Linked DNA regions of Mus musculus: regions 2, 3 and 4 are each linked to region 1. Evidence: chromatin contacts called from public HiChIP or PLAC-seq and Micro-C data. All regions are on one chromosome and are shown on one strand. The core of a region is the stretch at or near the end of the contact, and the rest is flanking DNA. Distances in the headings are between cores, read along the strand shown. Region 1 holds the start of Zfp768 (zinc finger protein 768). Region 2 holds the start of Vkorc1 (vitamin K epoxide reductase complex, subunit 1). Region 3 holds the start of Aldoa (aldolase A, fructose-bisphosphate). Region 4 holds the start of Zfp668 (zinc finger protein 668).

Region 1 (3,887 bases), core at 700-3,199:
GACCATTCCTGGACAGACACATCACTACTAGATCTGGACATCTGACACCCAAAAGGCTTAGCAGAGTCTTCAGAATCTTCAAACTTGCTGGCTGTGAAAACCCTTGATTATAGTATGCAGGAAGCTGAGCGCAGCGAATTGGCTCGTTAGCTGTCAAGACTACCAAACTTGCTTCAGTAGAAGAGTAGAAAATGATTAGATTAGATTAGATTAGATTAGATGATACTGACGACACGACTGTTCCATGCGAGAGTTAGGGGAAAGTCTTTATCTTATTTCTAATTGTCGATAGGAGAGAGAGAACAGCCAAAGCCATCTGGAAGAGTGCAGAGCACAGGGAGACAGGGAGAAAGGCTGAACAGGGCCCGCAGACTGGGCGGGGCCAGGGCTATCTGCAGGTATTCCTTCTACGCTCCGCCCAACAGTTACCTAGCAACAGCCAGGTAGGTCTGGCTTGCTATAAAAGGGCCTGTTTGGCCCACCTTCCTTCTTTCTCTTCTCTTCTTTCTCTTCTCTTCTCTTCTCTTCTCTTCTCTTCTCTTCTCTTCTCTTCTCTTCTCTTCTCTTCTTCTCTTCTCTCTTTTCTCCTCTCTTTTCTTCTCTTCTCTTCTCTTCTCTTCTCTCCCCTTCCCCCTCCCCCTTCCCTTCTGGAACTCTTCAGTGTCACTCTCCGAACTGTCCCGCACGCTTGTGAGAAAATCAAGAAACGAGGAATCAAACACAAGATTTGGAAAGGGAAGAAATTAAAGGTCGTCCTATGTTAGTATCTCTGGAGTGGCCCCTCAGCACCTGTAAAACCTGAGAGCAGAAGAAACGAGAAGGGAGAAAAGCAGAGGAGGAAGGGTGTCTACCCTAAGAGCCCTAGGCTTCCATTCTTCCTAATACAGGACAAACGGCTCAGGGGAAAGTTTACAAAGCGCAGGCCGAGCTCGCGAGGAGACGCCCGGCGCCTCCCTCTCTCACTCCCGCAGGCATTCCGGGCATCCTGTTAGAATGGCCTGAACGCCCTCTGCTCTACACGGCCCGGACCCACGGTGACCCCGGGACCACGGTGAAGCAGAGACAGCCGGCCCCAACAACCAATCCTGGGAGGAGTGGGCGGTGCCTCGCGGCGCGGAGGCGGAGCTGTTTCTCTGGCAACGAGCCCGCATCGCGGAGGGGGAGGGGAGGGCGAGGGAGGGGGGAGTGGGCGCGGGTGTCACTGTCGTAGCTCGGCGGGCTAGCAGGCTCTGGGCTCCAGAGCCTGGTTGTGCGGTCAAACGGGCGTCCGTCCGCGTTCCCGGTGCCAGTCCGAGTGCCCCGAGGCTGAGGCGAGGAGCTAGCCGCCTCCCCCGCTGGCGCCGGGAAGCGTCGCTCCTTCTCGCTGACCTTGGTCTCACTTGCCGCTTCGCCCTTGGCCACACTCAGTAGCCAGCACATGGTCGGAGAAACCTGCAGACAGGTCCCCGGTTAGGCCGAGACCCGCGATACAGACACACAAACTGCTGTTGCCCTTCCCGCCGGCTCCGGGGCGTCGGGTCGCCCCCACCCCCCGAGGCCCGGGAGATCCAGTCCAGGGTTAATGCCAACGAGTTTCCACCTCCAGCCGCTCCTAGAGAGGCCGCGGCGCGAGCCAGCGGGGGGAACTGGCCAGGGACGGACACTTCCTGTGCGGGGGGAGGGGGCAGGGGCGCAGTAGCCCGGCCGGGGCTAGGGGCCGAGACTAGAGGGTCTCGGGCTGGGAGTTGTGGCTGGGGGACGGCCGGAGGAGTCGCCTCGCCCCTCACCTCCGAGGCCACGACGCGCGGGGGCCGGTGAGGGCCACGAGACAATCGGGGACCTTGGGAGGGGGGCGGGGCAGCGGACAGGGGCGGGGCCGGAGAGGCCCAGGGTCAAGACGTCCGGCCTTCGCGGCCGAAGCCAGGCCGCCCGGTCTCCTCGGAGGCTCTGAACGCGCGGGTGGCGAGGGCTCGGGGCTCCAGGCACTCGAACTGGGTCGTAGGATCGTCCGCCATCGCCACCGCCGCCGCACTGGGAACTGGCAGGGATGGAGCGGGAGGCGTCGTCGTGGGGCCTGGAGTCCCGGGATGTGCACAGTCCCAACGCAGTGGGCAGCCCCGAAGGGTCTCTCAAAGGTGAGGGAAGGACCGCGCCTCTTAGGAGTGTGCCAGAAAACTGGGCTGTGGCCTGCGGGAGGGAAATAAGGCCGGAATCTTAAACACTTGGAAGTGGGGTGGAGGGTGGAGACTGAGTGCCCCGGGTCTTTAGAGGGGAGGTGGTACATTTTGTCACCTCACTTGTAGGGGCCAATGACCCTGCTTGGGGAGTGGGAAGAGAATTTTGGGACAATTAATGGACCCAATGACCTTCCAGACCCCCATTCAATCTGGATTTTCTGTAATTCTCAGATCCTGCAGGCAACACAAGTGAGAATGAAGAAGGGGAAATTTCTCAGCGAGAAGGCAATGGGGACTATGAAGTTGAAGAAATACCTTTTGGGCTTGAACCCCAAAGCCCAGAGTTTGAGCCACAAAGCCCAGAATTTGAATCCCAGAGCCCCAGGTTTGAGCCTGAAAGCCCAGGGTTTGAATCCCGAAGCCCTGGGTTTGTGCCCCCAAGCCCTGAGTTTGCACCCAGAAGTCCTGAATCAGATCCTCAGAGCCCGGAGTTTGAATCCCAGAGTCCTAAGTATGAGCCCCGAAGCCCTGGCTGCCATCCCAGGAGCCCTGGCTGTGAACCTGGGAGTCCTAGGTATGAACCCAAAAGCCCTGGGTACGGTTCAAAGAGCCCCGAATTTGAATCTCAAAGTCCAGGGTATGAATCTCAGAGCCCCGGGTATGAACCGCAGAACTCTGGAGATGGCGTTCAGAATTCTGAGTTCAAAACCCATAGCCCTGAGTTTGAAACTCAAAGTTCCAAATTCCAGGAAGGTGCAGAGATGCCTCTGAGCCCCGAGGAAAAGAATCCCTTGAGCATCTCCCTAGGAGTCCACCCCCTGGATTCCTTTACTCAAGGGTTTGGGGAGCAGCCCACAGGAGCGCTGCCTCCATTTGACATGCCTTCGGGGGCTCTGCTGGCTGCACCCCAGTTTGAGATGCTCCAGAATCCACTGAATCTGACAGGAACCCTGCGTGGGCCAGGCCGTAGGGGTGGCCGGGCCAGGGGTGGGCAAGGCCCTCGACCTAACATCTGTGGCATCTGCGGGAAGAGCTTTGGACGAGGCTCGACCCTGATCCAGCACCAGCGCATCCATACCGGCGAGAAGCCTTACAAATGTGAGGTTTGCAGCAAGGCCTTTTCCCAGAGCTCTGACCTCATCAAACACCAGCGCACGCATACAGGCGAGCGGCCCTACAAGTGTCCCAGGTGCGGCAAGGCCTTCGCTGATAGCTCTTACCTACTCCGCCACCAGCGTACCCACTCTGGCCAGAAGCCCTACAAATGTCCACACTGTGGGAAGGCCTTTGGCGACAGCTCCTACCTCCTGCGACACCAGCGCACCCACAGCCACGAGAGGCCCTACAGCTGCCCCGAGTGTGGCAAGTGCTATAGCCAGAACTCGTCCCTGCGCAGTCACCAAAGGGTGCACACTGGGCAACGGCCTTTCAGCTGTGGCATCTGTGGCAAAAGCTTCTCCCAACGGTCAGCACTTATCCCCCACGCCCGCAGCCACGCCCGTGAAAAGCCCTTCAAGTGCCCAGAGTGCGGCAAGCGCTTCGGCCAGAGCTCAGTTCTGGCCATCCATGCCCGCACCCACCTGCCAGGCCGCACGTACAGCTGCCCCGATTGTGGCAAGACCTTCAACCGCTCCTCTACACTCATTCAGCACCAGCGTTCCCACACAGGCGAGAGGCCGTACCGCTGCGCTGTGTGTGGCAAGGGCTTCTGTCGCTCCTCCACGCTGCTAC
Region 2 (3,887 bases), core at 676-3,175, 550 kb before region 1:
GCTTTAGCAGAACATCCTCTCTCCTGTGTCTGCTTCAGTGAAATGTTTCTTCACGTTTGTGACAGCAAAACACCGTCCAACACAACTGACTCTCCAAAGAACCCATAAGTTTCTACTTCATGACTCTCATCAAAAGAAGCAATACAGAGAAGAAGGGAGGAAGCGAAGAGACAGAGTGGGGCTGAGGCTCCTCAGCTCAGCTGGGGATGTCATTTCCTGGGAGCTGCAATGCCTCTGCTGAGGATGCTTCCTCTCAGAGCTGTGTGGCTCTTGGGCCCCCATGTCTCAGGATGCCCTCCCATTGGAATACCTTCTCTCCTCAGCTGTGTCGTTCCTGGGCTTCCGAGTCCCAGGATACCTTCCCATCTGAGCAGGAACACTTACAGTATCCACCACACTCTCTGACGTAAAAGAAGTAGACCCGAGAAGGAGAAGCCATGGAGAGAGGGCAGCCATCAAGGAAGAAAGAGTTCCTTAAAGCAGTAACTAATATCACTTGGAAGTCAAACTTTTTGACTCTAAAAATAAACATTAGACTCAATGTTCAAGTCATGCTTGCAACTAGGTGTCAAGGACATGCTCAAGGGCAGCTAGTTTGTCATGTGAGCATCAGTAAGACGTAAGGAAGACTGGGAATGTAAAATCTTCCCAAAACTTGGCTGTGAAGGGATTAGATTAAAGACAACTGGAGAGGGAGCTGGTGAAGAAACTCCAGGCAAATGGGAAGGGTGGAAAGGCAGACAGTACAGAACTGACAGGTCCTCAGTGGGGAGGGGGGGATATTTGTAAAGGGGAGATAATATAAGAGGGATTGTTGGGTTGATCCAGGCTCAGGTTTTGCCAAGAGTGCGCCACAGTGGTACAGAGGTCTGGGAAATCACAGGAAAGTATGGCCTAGATAAAGGAATTTATTGTGAGAGGGAGGGTGCCTCTGCCCACAAGGGGCGCTAGTGAGACACGAGGGATGGCTGGCGGTGATCTTGAAAGACAGGTTGTAGACAAATGGTATCTGAAATAATTTCGGGGAAAATGCTTCCAGAGTCGTATCCCTGCTTTCGCGGAATTCCATTCGTCTATTGACCCGTAGGTTCTAGACATACCAGATGCATAGACAGAACTTGTCATAAAAAATGTGCTAAGCCGGGCGTGGTGGCGCATGCCTTTAATCCCAGCACTCGGGAGGCAGAGGCAGGAGGATTTCTGAGTTCGAGGCCAACCTGGTCTTCTACAGAGTGAGTTCCAGGACAACCAGGGCTACACAGAGAAACCCTGTCTCACCTCCCCCCCCCCCCCAAATGAGCTAAACGGGAGATGGTTTAGCAGTTAAGAGCACTGACTGAACTTCCAGAGGTCCTTGAGTTCAATTCTCAGCAACCACACACGGTGGCTCACAATCATATGTAACCGGACCCAATGCCCTCTTCTGGTGTGTCTGAAGATAGCGACAGTGTGTTTGTGTTTGTGTGTGTGTGTGTGTGTGTGTGTGTTACCGTCCTGTTAATAGTAGCTTTACAGAGCCGGGCATGGTGGCACACGCCTTTAAATCCCAGCACTTGGGAGGCAGAGGCAGGCAGATTTCTGAGTTAGAGGCCAACCTGGTCTACAGAGTGAGTTCCAGGACAGCCAGGGCTGCACAGAGAAACCCTGTCCTTGAAAAACCAAACAAAACAAAACAAAGTAGCTTTACAGCACTACATACTCAAATTTCCCTTAATGTCTTGCAGCCTCTCCAACTACAATTCCCATCATGCCCGGCAGCTGCGTTATCAATGATTACCCACATTCCTAAATCCTGTTTACCAGCCCAGCATTCCTAGCTGTCATGCCTAAGAATAACCAATTGAATTGGAGAACGCCAGCGGAGGCCGACCAATCTTCCGGTAGGAGGGGCGTGGTGACAGCAGGCCCCGCCCTGCCCCGTGGCGATTCTTCCCTCCTGTCCCTGGGCTGTACTGTCGACATGGGCACCACCTGGAGGAGCCCTGGACTCGTGCGGCTTGCACTGTGCCTCGCTGGCTTAGCCCTCTCACTGTACGCACTGCACGTGAAGGCGGCGCGCGCCCGCGATGAAAATTACCGCGCGCTCTGCGATGTGGGCACGGCCATCAGCTGTTCCCGCGTCTTCTCCTCTCGGTGCGTGCAGACATGGAAAGCATGGGGCTCTTGAAGGCCAGGTTACCAGATAATTTTGGAGTCTGGGGTCGCAGTGTCCACAGAAAGGACACTTTGAGAGCGGCCTGGCTCCATGGGTTTTGGTGGGTAATCGGACGTGCACACTGGACCTCACAGAGATACTGGTGCTTGAACGCTTTCTGAGGATACTGTAAATACCAATGATGGGAAGACTGGAGGAGGCAGGGCAGTATATTGCATAGAGACTGAGGAAACTTGAGATGATACAAAGCGGGAGGAGGGGGTGGACTATTGGCTGTGCTGAGGGGACAAAGTGGCTCACTCTGTCCGGGTTGGAGGACCAAATGTTAGTGGGTGGTGAGGGAACTGTAGCTTTGTAGGCCCAAGCAAATAGATTTCCCAGTTGTGATCACCGTAAAGCGAAATCAAGCTGGGAAAAACTTTTAACCTTTCATTTATTTGTTTGTGAGGTGGCACATGCATGCCACTACATGCATGTGGAAGTCAAGAGAATAACGTTCGGGAGTTGAGTCTCTCCTTCTTTGTGGGCTGCGGGGGGATTCGATCCAGTTGACAGGCCTGGCAGCTGATACTTGTTTTTCCTGAGCCATCTCACCAACTCCTGAAAAATTATTGATAGTCTGTGATGACAGGCCACTAAGAGCCCCAGGACATGCCAGGTCAATGCCCTTTGGACTCTTAGTAGGTGGAGCTTCTTGCTAATCACTGTTCTACAAAAAAGCTCAAGAGGCACTTGGCCTACCCCACTTACCTGCTTCTTTCACTTCCACCAGGTGGGGCCGGGGCTTTGGGCTGGTGGAGCACATGCTAGGAGCGGACAGCGTCCTCAACCAATCCAACAGCATATTTGGTTGCCTGTTCTACACCTTACAGCTGTTGTTAGGTGAGTGAGTGGCTTTGCCCCTTCATGACCTGTCTTCTGAAATCCAGAGCAGCCCCACCTCGTGTCGTGTCGTGTCGGTGACCCAGACAATTGACACCCAGCTGCTAATTACTGAGCAATCTCATCACAAGGAGTCAAGAAAGCAGAACACTTAGCAGGAGGCTTATCCTACTTGGTTTAGGTAGCCAGAGGCTGAGGGCCCTCAAAGATTTCTCACAATCTCAGTTTTATGGCAAAGAATCAACTTCTTTCTTTTTGTTTAGTTTTTCGTTTTTTCTTCTCCCTCTCCCTCCCTCACCTTTTTTCCTCTTCCCCCCTCCCCCCCAACCCAAGGAGAGGATTTCTCTGTGTAATCCTGGCCGTTCTGGAAGTCACTACATGGGCCACCACACCTCACATGGGTTTTGTTTTTGTTGTTTGGTTTGTTTTTGAGGGGTGTGGTGAGGCTGAGGCAGGTGTTGAGATAGGGTTTCTCTGTGTAGTCCTGAATGTCCTGGAACTCACTCTGTAGACCAGCTGGCCTCAGACTGAGAGATCTGACTGTGTCTGCCATCAGAGTGCTGGGATTAAAGCATGGCTTTGGACCACACCTGGTAGGTTTTGAGACAGGGTCTTTTTGAGACAGGGTCTCTCTACATAACCCTAGTTGTCCCGGAGTTCATTATGTAGACCAGTCTGGCCTAGAATTTGCAGGAACTCTCCTGCTTCTGCTTCCGGAGTGCTGGGACTGTACACCACCGTGCTCAACTGATAGTTTTTTGGTTTGCTTTGCTTTGGGAGACATTCCAGGTTGACCTTGAACTTCTTTTTGAGAGGACTCCAAAGTGTAACTTGTGTTTCATCTTGTGTA
Region 3 (3,887 bases), core at 504-3,003, 550 kb after region 1:
CTTCTCCTTTAGGGTTGGGCCCCTCGATGCCCTGGCTGCTGCCCACTGTGTGACTGTGCCTGTGCCTGCCAGCTCCCAGACTGCCAGAGCCTCAACTGCCTCTGTTTCGAGATCAAGCTCAGATGAAAGATGGGGCTGGGGACGTTGTTCTTTGGGGAGTGGCCAGTCCCCAGGGCCCCCTCTATGATCCTCAGGACATCATTACTGGAGCTACTGCACTGGAGCTATGGATGGCAGGCCCAGCCTAATTACCTGGGAACCTTGAGTTCTCTGAAAGGCAGGATTCTGAGAGCCCTTGGACCGCTGAAAAGGGCCTGATGCTCTGGCCAGTGCCCCTGCCTTTCTTCCTCTCCCTTCCCTGATAAACTATTGTATGTGAGGGTGAGGATGCAGGACATTGCTCACCCAGGCAACAGTGTGGGAGGTTTCTGCCAACCTGGACTATCAGGATAAAGGGATGGCCAGCCACACCCTGCCTTTAGACTCCTGGTTATTTTAAGAGGTGAGTATCCTGCCTGCATCTGCTCTCCTTTGGAAAAAAAAAAAAAGTACAACCACCAGCAGGCACCAGAGTCAAGGGAGGAGGGAACCAGAGGAGGCAGTGGGAGGCAATATCTAGATGTTTTCCCTTCTTGTTCTGCCTTACAGATCCTGGACCTGAGACTGATTTCTTGACTAATTTCACTGTATTTCCAAGGAAGAGGTTCCTCTAAAGACCGGTGAGTGAGCAGTGGCACCTCCTCCTCTCAAGGCAAACCAAAGCTGCCTCTTCTTCACCCCCCACGCAGGGATGAATGTCAGGAGCCTCAGGTTTCCCTAAATATAGGTCCCGGCCGCGGGATTCGTGGTGGGGAAAGGGCAGGGGTTACCGAGAAGGTCTGGGACACTGGTGCGGGGGTGTGTAGGGGAGGGGTGGGGAGTAGGAGCTGCCTTAAAACCCAGCCCTGGACTGCCGGGCTCACTCTCTGCTGACCGGGCTCTGCGGCTTCTGTCACTGCGCCACAGGTGGGCCGCTATCCGGATTGCAGGATGGGAATGGGGGTTGCGGATTGGGACCTGAGGAAACTGAGTGCTCTGAGAGTTACAGGGTGACAAGAGAGCTCCGAGACGGATTTTTTTATTTTGGAGAAGGAAATCAGGTTCGGGAAAGACCTGTCTGGCTTGGGCCAGTCCTTGTCGGTCATTTCCTCAAACTGGGTGTGTTTAGCTCGCGGGTGGTGCCTCCCGCCAATCTGCTAGGCAACGCCAGGCCTGGATACGCCACTCAGTTCCGATGTGGCCGGCACACTAGTTCTGGGAGGTTTTGCCTGCGTACCATGTCAGCTGCGCCGTGCTCTGGCCAGGGAGAGATGGAACGCGCCCTGCATTTTAGTCAAGCGACGAAGCAGGCAGGCAGGGAGGCTCCGAAGCTCTGCGTTCTTAGCAGTGACGTCAGGCTGCAACTACACAGCCGGAAGCCAGGGGTCTTGGAGGAGAGGCCAGCCACCATCTCACTCTGACCCCCTCCCTACTCTTCGCCAACCCACATTCCGGCTGAGTCACGATGTTCGCGCGCGCGCCAGGCAGGGGTTGGGGGGGGGGGTGTTGGGGGGGGGGGCCTGGTGACCTGCGGGATGTGGCTCGAGTCACGTCCTAGCGGGGCGGAGGAGGGATCGTGTTCTAGCCGCTTGTCTCCTCCCCAGTGCCGCCTCCTATCGGAGCATCTTGGGGCGGTGCTGCGCACAGTGCCCACCTTCAATTGGACGGTTCCCGTCCCTGCAAGGGAAAAAACCTGCAGAGGGCGGAGCGGCGCCTTTAAATGTCCGGGGCCCCGCCTCCCGTCCCCCCCAACCCAGCTGAATAGGCTGCGTTCTCTTGGAACGCGCAGCAGAACGAGGTTCTGGTGACCCTAGCCGCGTTCGCTCCTTAGTCCTTTCGCCTACCCACCGGCGTACCAGGCAGACCCACCCCGTCCTGTGCCAGGTGAGCGCCATTTGACACGTGCTCGGGGAAGGGTCTATGGGGTTAGGATCTTGGGCCGGTGGCGGGCAGTGCAGAGCCGTCTTCCCCACGGCCCCTCACTTCTCCTTTTTCTACCCCCACGCTTGCCCCCAGCCCGGGTTCTCCGGCCTGCGCCCTGGCGGTTCGCTGCGCCACGCAGCAACTCAGCGCGCTGAGTCATGCCGGGGGAGGAAGCAAGATGAGGTGGAAAAACAGACCCCTCTTTATTTTTGCAAAAACTCTCCGCTATGCAAAGCATCAGGGTCCCATTTCCTATTCAAGAGATCTCAAGAAGCGATGGGGAGACGGGGGCGATCGGCTCTTACACCGTCTCAGGATTTACGCGATGGGGTGGAGGAAATTGGTTTCCTTTCGGGGGAGCCCCAGGAGAGAAGGCTAAACTCCTCAGCTGCAGTACTCTGTTGCCCATTAACACTTTACTATCTTTCCTTATCTGTGACCTTGATTCTGAGTCTGGAACCGCTGTAGCGTAGAAGTGCACGTGCCTCGTACATCCTTTCCCTCCCCTTCTAACAGTATGGAGGCAAAGGTTTCGTTCTACCTGGGCTCCATAGCCCCTTTTCTGTGCTTCTGATGGCCCTGTGTTTTTCCTAATAATTAATCCTTTTCCTCGAGCTCCTCCCCCGCAACCATCACGAAGAGAGAAGCCTGACCTTGGGGTGTCCTTGAAGCCTGGGCCGGCCCTGGGTGGATTAGAAGGGGCCCCCCCACCTCAGTCGGGAAATCTTGGTTCTCTCTTAACTCTCGCCTTTGGGTTGCTATGTGGCTTTGAGCACAGATCATTTCTTTCTTGGGCTCTTTCAGATGAGGGTATTAGGCTCTCTGCCCTATTCGTGATCCTTAAATTCTAAAATATTCCCGGTTCAATTTTGTTTCTAGGCAAGGTGACCCATGGCAACGCGCAGGCCAGATGGGTCCAGCTTCAACATGACCCGCCTGTCCCTGGCTCTGGCTTTTTCCTTTCCCCCAGTTGCCAGTGAGCAACCCCACTCTGAGCTGGGCAACACCCAGCAACAGACAGAGTTAGGAAAGGTACAGGAAGAGGCAGGTCTAGTATAGGGAAGTCGGGAGTAGGGGAGAGCTCTGGGACAGGAAGTATCCCAGGACCCTCAGGGAGTGGGGCAGGGGAGGTGGGGGCTAGTGCCCTGGCCTCCAGGGAAGCTTTGTTACCGGGGAGACCATGGGATGGTCCAACTAAGCGCTGGTCTCTGTCTGCCTCCCTCACCCAGGAAAGCACTGCCACCGGCACCATGCCCCACCCATACCCAGCACTGACCCCGGAGCAGAAGAAGGAGCTGTCTGACATCGCTCACCGCATTGTGGCTCCGGGCAAGGGCATCCTGGCTGCAGATGAGTCCACCGGTGCGGTACAGGCAGAAGAAAGGGGGAGGAGGGACCCAAGGTTGGAGCTAGCAGGCTGATCCCCTTATCTCCCCACATGACCCTCCTCCCTTCAGGAAGCATTGCCAAGCGCCTGCAGTCCATTGGCACCGAGAACACCGAGGAGAACAGGCGCTTCTACCGCCAGCTGCTGCTGACTGCAGACGACCGTGTGAATCCCTGCATTGGGGGGGTGATCCTCTTCCACGAGACACTGTACCAGAAGGCAGATGATGGACGTCCCTTCCCCCAAGTTATCAAGTCCAAGGGTGGTGTTGTGGGCATTAAGGTAAGAGGGCAGACTCTGGGGGGGGGGTAAGATTAGAGGTGGATCTGGAGAAAGGGATTAATAGGTAGGGAGGGGGTGAATATTGGGCTAGCAGGCCTAGAGACTCAGGTGTGGATGTATTCAGCATAATTTTTTGTCAGTGTTTGGGGTGAACTTAGGTCCTTGTGCATGTTAGGCAAGCGCTCTGTTGCCAACTTAATGGTTTCCCTGTGATACA
Region 4 (3,887 bases), core at 619-3,118, 530 kb before region 1:
AAAGTGGCGCTGACAGTCAGAGCAACTGAATGAGAGGGGCATGTCCTCCATGAGGCAAAGCGGTAGAAAACCCCTGGAGGCTCAGGAGGGACAGACAGGTGGCAGCAGCATTCTCTCTGCAGAAGGGCTGAGGCCTAGAAAGGGGGGACAGTAGTCAGAAGGAAGGATCGAGTCAGTTTTGTTTCTTGGTTACTAAAGCAAGTCGCAAAGAGGTTCCCCAAACATCCATGCCAAGGGACCCGCTCTCTCTTAGGTCTGGAGGTTCAGAAAGCCTCGCTATGCACAAACTCCTAGAAATGTTCCCCCAGGTTTAAGTCATCTCTAGAGCCTGAGAGAAATAAGGAAAATAAAATCTGGAGCCTAGACAGACTGATTTTGTTTTTTAGGTTATATATAATGGATCTTATTGATCTTCAGACTGTGCACTCTATCATTCTGACAACCTAACAAAAATCTATGAGGTGTGTGTTTGTTTTTGTAACAACGAACCAGAACTATTTGCTTTTGAGATATGGTCTCAGCTCACTGTAAAGTTCAAGCTGCTCTGGGATTCCCTCAGTCGCCCAAACTAGTTTCACACTTATGAATTTTCCTACCTCAGACTCCTGAGAGTTGAGATTGAAGGAGACAGCCACGACTGTTGGGCAGGCCTTACACAGACGTGCAACCTTTCTTTCTTCACTCTTCAGCTAAACCGAGTGGTCTGAAAAGAATGGCAGAGCAGCTGCTTTCTTCAGTGGTCACCTATGTGTTGTAGAAGGTAGAGGCCCTCTTAGGGACGAACCTGGCTTCAGTGGTCACCTATGTGTTGTAGAAGGTAGAGGCCCTCTTAGGGATGAACCTGGCCTTTTCAGCATCACACTGTTTCCCTGTTAGGCGTTAGTTTTACTTCCTTTAAGTACATTTAATCCCATTCCATTTCAGGTTGAAAGTTCATTTTATTCTCTGCCTTTTCTATCCCCTACCTACCTTACCTTGCTGTCTCCAACACTTTTCATTCCCTCTTCTACTTTTTCTCTAAATTATGATAGCAACTCAGGCTGGACAGTACCATGGGCCAAGCACTGCTGTTACACAAGTGTATTTGGGGTGGGTGGGTGGCATTTCAGACAGGGTCTTACTATGTAGCCCTCGCTTCCCAAACTGGGACTAGAATCATGCGACACTATGATAAGCTTGTAAGTACATTTACACCACTAAATCCAAAGCCGTGTTACCTCGTTTTTTTACATAAACTCACTTCAAGAGGCAACCTTCATTCCAAAACCAGCAGCAGCTATTCATTTCTGCCACATCATCTGGCCTTTCTCCGGGGCTGACTAGTCTCCTGGGACCCTAGCACAACTATTTCTAATCTCACCAGCTGAGCCTGGTCCCAGAATTCTCACTTCTCAAAACTCCTTCACTCGAGTCCCCTTTTCCTAACCAACCACCATCACATTCCTGTAGAGTCACTCGTCTTTTCTGCCAATTTCTTCTCTAGATCCCTACCTCGCACCAGGAGTGCCTTCTGGTTCCCGCCGCCGGCGCGTCCGTTGGAGGTCGTGAACGGGAGCGCGCCTGCGCACTGGGACCCTTACCCTAACTGCAGCCGCGAGCCATAAGTGGTGGCTGGTGCGAGAGTTCTCGAGCCCATACACACGCACACTCAGCCAGGGTACCCGGGAGTGGTAGCTGAGGGAAAGGTGCGGGAGAGAGGAGGAGGTAGAGGGAGCAGGGACAGCTGGTATGAACCCAGAGTCTAGCCCAGTTCCGCGGACACTTCCTATTGTTACCAGGAACCAGGAAGTGTCCTAGATGCTAATGCTTCCCCGCGAAACTTCCGCCTGGGAACACTTCCTGTCCCTCCCGCGGGCAGTGTTTCCGCACGGACACGCTTCCGGCGCTAGGTTCCGGGTGGGCCCGACTGTTTGTTTTCTTTTTGTTGTTTTGAGACTGGGTCTAACTCTGCAGCCCGGGCCGGCCTCGAGCTCGGAGCAATCCTCCTGCCTCAATTTCCAGAATGCTGGAGCTCCCAGGCAGCGTGAGCCCCCACGCTCCGCTGCGGGCGCAGCTCTGGCTCCGCCCACGCAGGTCGGCGCGGCGTTCGGATGGATTTAAGCCACACTTCCGTCCAGAGCTGCTGAAACCCTTCGCGTGCTTATTCGGGCAGTACGGTCACAGGAAAGACCCTGCAGCCCCGGCTACGGCGCTTTGGTGACACTTTTCACGAGGTTCCATAAAAGCTTCTTCCCAGGGCTGGCGTGGAGGGATCCTCGCTGAGTCCTTTCCTCGCTGTTAGAGGAAATGTGGACTCGACGTGGACGCGGGCACCACAAAGCCCGAGCGCCCTCTCCGCATCGTCCCACCTCCTAGCTCCTGCAGACGCTTCCGGCGACTTGGCGGGTGTCCGCCGTCAATCAGCCCGGCGTGCCAGCCCCTCAGCACCCAGAAACCCTTCGCAAGATACTTCTCTGCTTCCGCAGGCTCGGGGCTGCTTCCCTAAGTTTTTCCTTCCTCCCGAGCAAGGAAGGCGGCCTTCCACTTCCGCCGTCTGCCCGGCGGCCCCTCCCCGCCCTCCCTCCGGGTCCTAGCGCCTGCCCCTCTCCGACTGTCCCGAGCTCCGTCGGCGCCAGGCACCGCCGCCAAAGCTGCGGAGCCTGCGAAAACCGATCCAGGTAGGACACGCCGGCGGGAAGTCGCGGGGGCTCGGGCAGCGGCCCCCGACGCGGTTTGGGGTGCTCCCGGCTTCACGTGTGCTGCCGAGCGGACGGAGTTGACCAGGCGCGAGCATCCCGGGCGGGGCGAGCCGTGAGCGGCCTCGGGCGGGCTGCGGGCCCAGCAGGTCCTAGAACCCGCCCGGTGCCCGCCGGTCAGTGCTTTGGATGCCCAGGCTCAGCGGACGCGACTGCCGGCCCTGCTCGGCGCGGACCCGGGGGTCCTAGAGTCCGCCATGTTCCGGGCTTTTGTCTGAGTGGCGAGGGCCTCGTCGCCGAGTCCTTGGCGGCTGCGCCCCCCCTCCCAGTCCGAGGTTCTGCCCGCCCCTCCCGCGGTCCTAAAGAACGCCATTTTGCAGGTCTTTGTCCTGCTCTGAATCCTCCGTCCATTCATTTCTTCATGCCTTCCTTCTTCATTCATTCTGCCCTGTTCCGCTCGCCGAAGCTACGTTATCCTAGGGTTTAGTCCCAAATGAGTCAGCATACAGCCCCGCTCTGCGGGGGCTGCCTGTCTGGCGAGGACACCCGCACAAACACGGTTGCAGAGAGCGAGGAGCGCTGGGTTTCTGCAGGTCTTGTCCCTCCTCAGAGAGTCTGGTAGGCCCTACTGCCCTGCAAACTCCCGTATGCTGTTCCACTATTCCACTGAAGAAATTGAGTCCCCGAGCGCGATGCATCCCTCATCTTACAGCTCGTTATTATTTTTGTGGGGAATGGAGTATTGGAAGCATGCAAGTATCTTCCCATGGGAGAAGGAAAAGGAGGGACAAAGGGAATTGCATATGGAGGTGGTAAAGTTTGTGAATTGTTGATGGAGCTTTGGTTGCTGACCAGAGTGGACGCTGCTACAGAATCTGAGGGTGGAAAAATGGGATCATGTGAGCTGACTGGTTGTTAGGCCTAGGATATCATTAAACATTCACCACAACACAGTTTCATCAAAAGGCTCAAGGTTTGGGAGGCTTATATGTTGACCTATTTGAGGATTATATCTAGATGCCTCTTTTTTTTTTTTTTTTTTTTTTTTTTTTTTTTTTACCACACCTGCGCTGCTCCCTCAAACCCAGCTTTGGGGACACTGAGTCTCATTAACGTGTGAGAAATTAAAATGTCATCTCTCTTACTGGGTTTCATCACAACAGTAAACAAATTGGAGTACTAGGGTGATACTTGAACCATGTGACCTTGTAA

What was found. A called contact is a pair of places that touch in the nucleus more often than the background predicts. HiChIP or PLAC-seq counts read pairs in DNA pulled down with a chosen protein or histone mark.
Region 2: a FOXA1 HiChIP or PLAC-seq map of pancreatic cancer cells shows a contact between it and region 1. The contact joins the promoter of Vkorc1 here to the promoter of Zfp768 in region 1. A contact is called at or near these places in 2 of 39 promoter capture datasets (liver and neutrophils) and 1 of 115 datasets of contacts at active chromatin or transcription factors (pancreatic cancer cells).
Region 3: an H3K27ac HiChIP or PLAC-seq map of thymic regulatory T cells shows a contact between it and region 1, with 6 times the contacts expected there. The contact joins the promoter of Aldoa here to the promoter of Zfp768 in region 1. A contact is called at or near these places in 3 of 39 promoter capture datasets (embryonic stem cells, liver and pre-B cells), 1 of 484 Hi-C or Micro-C datasets (embryonic stem cells), 6 of 115 datasets of contacts at active chromatin or transcription factors (the 230-238 cell line, bone marrow-derived macrophages, double positive thymocytes and 3 more) and 2 of 9 other capture datasets (adipose tissue and liver).
Region 4: a Micro-C map of embryonic stem cells shows a contact between it and region 1, with 4 times the contacts expected there. The contact joins the promoter of Zfp668 here to the promoter of Zfp768 in region 1. A contact is called at or near these places in 5 of 39 promoter capture datasets (the C10 cell line, cranial neural crest, hematopoietic stem and progenitor cells and 2 more), 5 of 484 Hi-C or Micro-C datasets (embryonic stem cells, natural killer cells and nephron progenitors), 4 of 115 datasets of contacts at active chromatin or transcription factors (bone marrow-derived dendritic cells, embryonic stem cells, extraembryonic endoderm stem cells and 1 more) and 1 of 9 other capture datasets (liver).

What each region holds. Positions count from the first base shown.
Region 1 is chr7:127,343,376-127,347,262 of GRCm38.p6, reverse strand. Zfp768 (zinc finger protein 768) reads left to right here and starts at 1,949. Exons shown (of 2, transcript NM_146202.1): 1 at 1,949-2,114; 2 at 2,388-3,887. The coding sequence starts at 2,027.
Region 2 is chr7:127,893,655-127,897,541 of GRCm38.p6, reverse strand. It overlaps Vkorc1 (vitamin K epoxide reductase complex, subunit 1), which reads left to right and starts at 1,925. Exons shown (of 3, transcript NM_178600.2): 1 at 1,925-2,133; 2 at 2,928-3,037. The coding sequence starts at 1,961.
Region 3 is chr7:126,797,120-126,801,006 of GRCm38.p6, reverse strand. Aldoa (aldolase A, fructose-bisphosphate) reads left to right here and starts at 1,753. Exons shown (of 9, transcript NM_007438.4): 1 at 1,753-1,962; 2 at 3,231-3,363; 3 at 3,459-3,670. The coding sequence starts at 3,252.
Region 4 is chr7:127,874,817-127,878,703 of GRCm38.p6, reverse strand. It overlaps Zfp668 (zinc finger protein 668), which reads left to right and starts at 1,868. Exons shown (of 3, transcript NM_146259.4): 1 at 1,868-2,657. Zfp646 (zinc finger protein 646) reads right to left here and starts at 1,003. Exons shown (of 3, transcript NM_172749.4): 1 at 597-1,003; 2 at 1-134. The coding sequence starts at 51.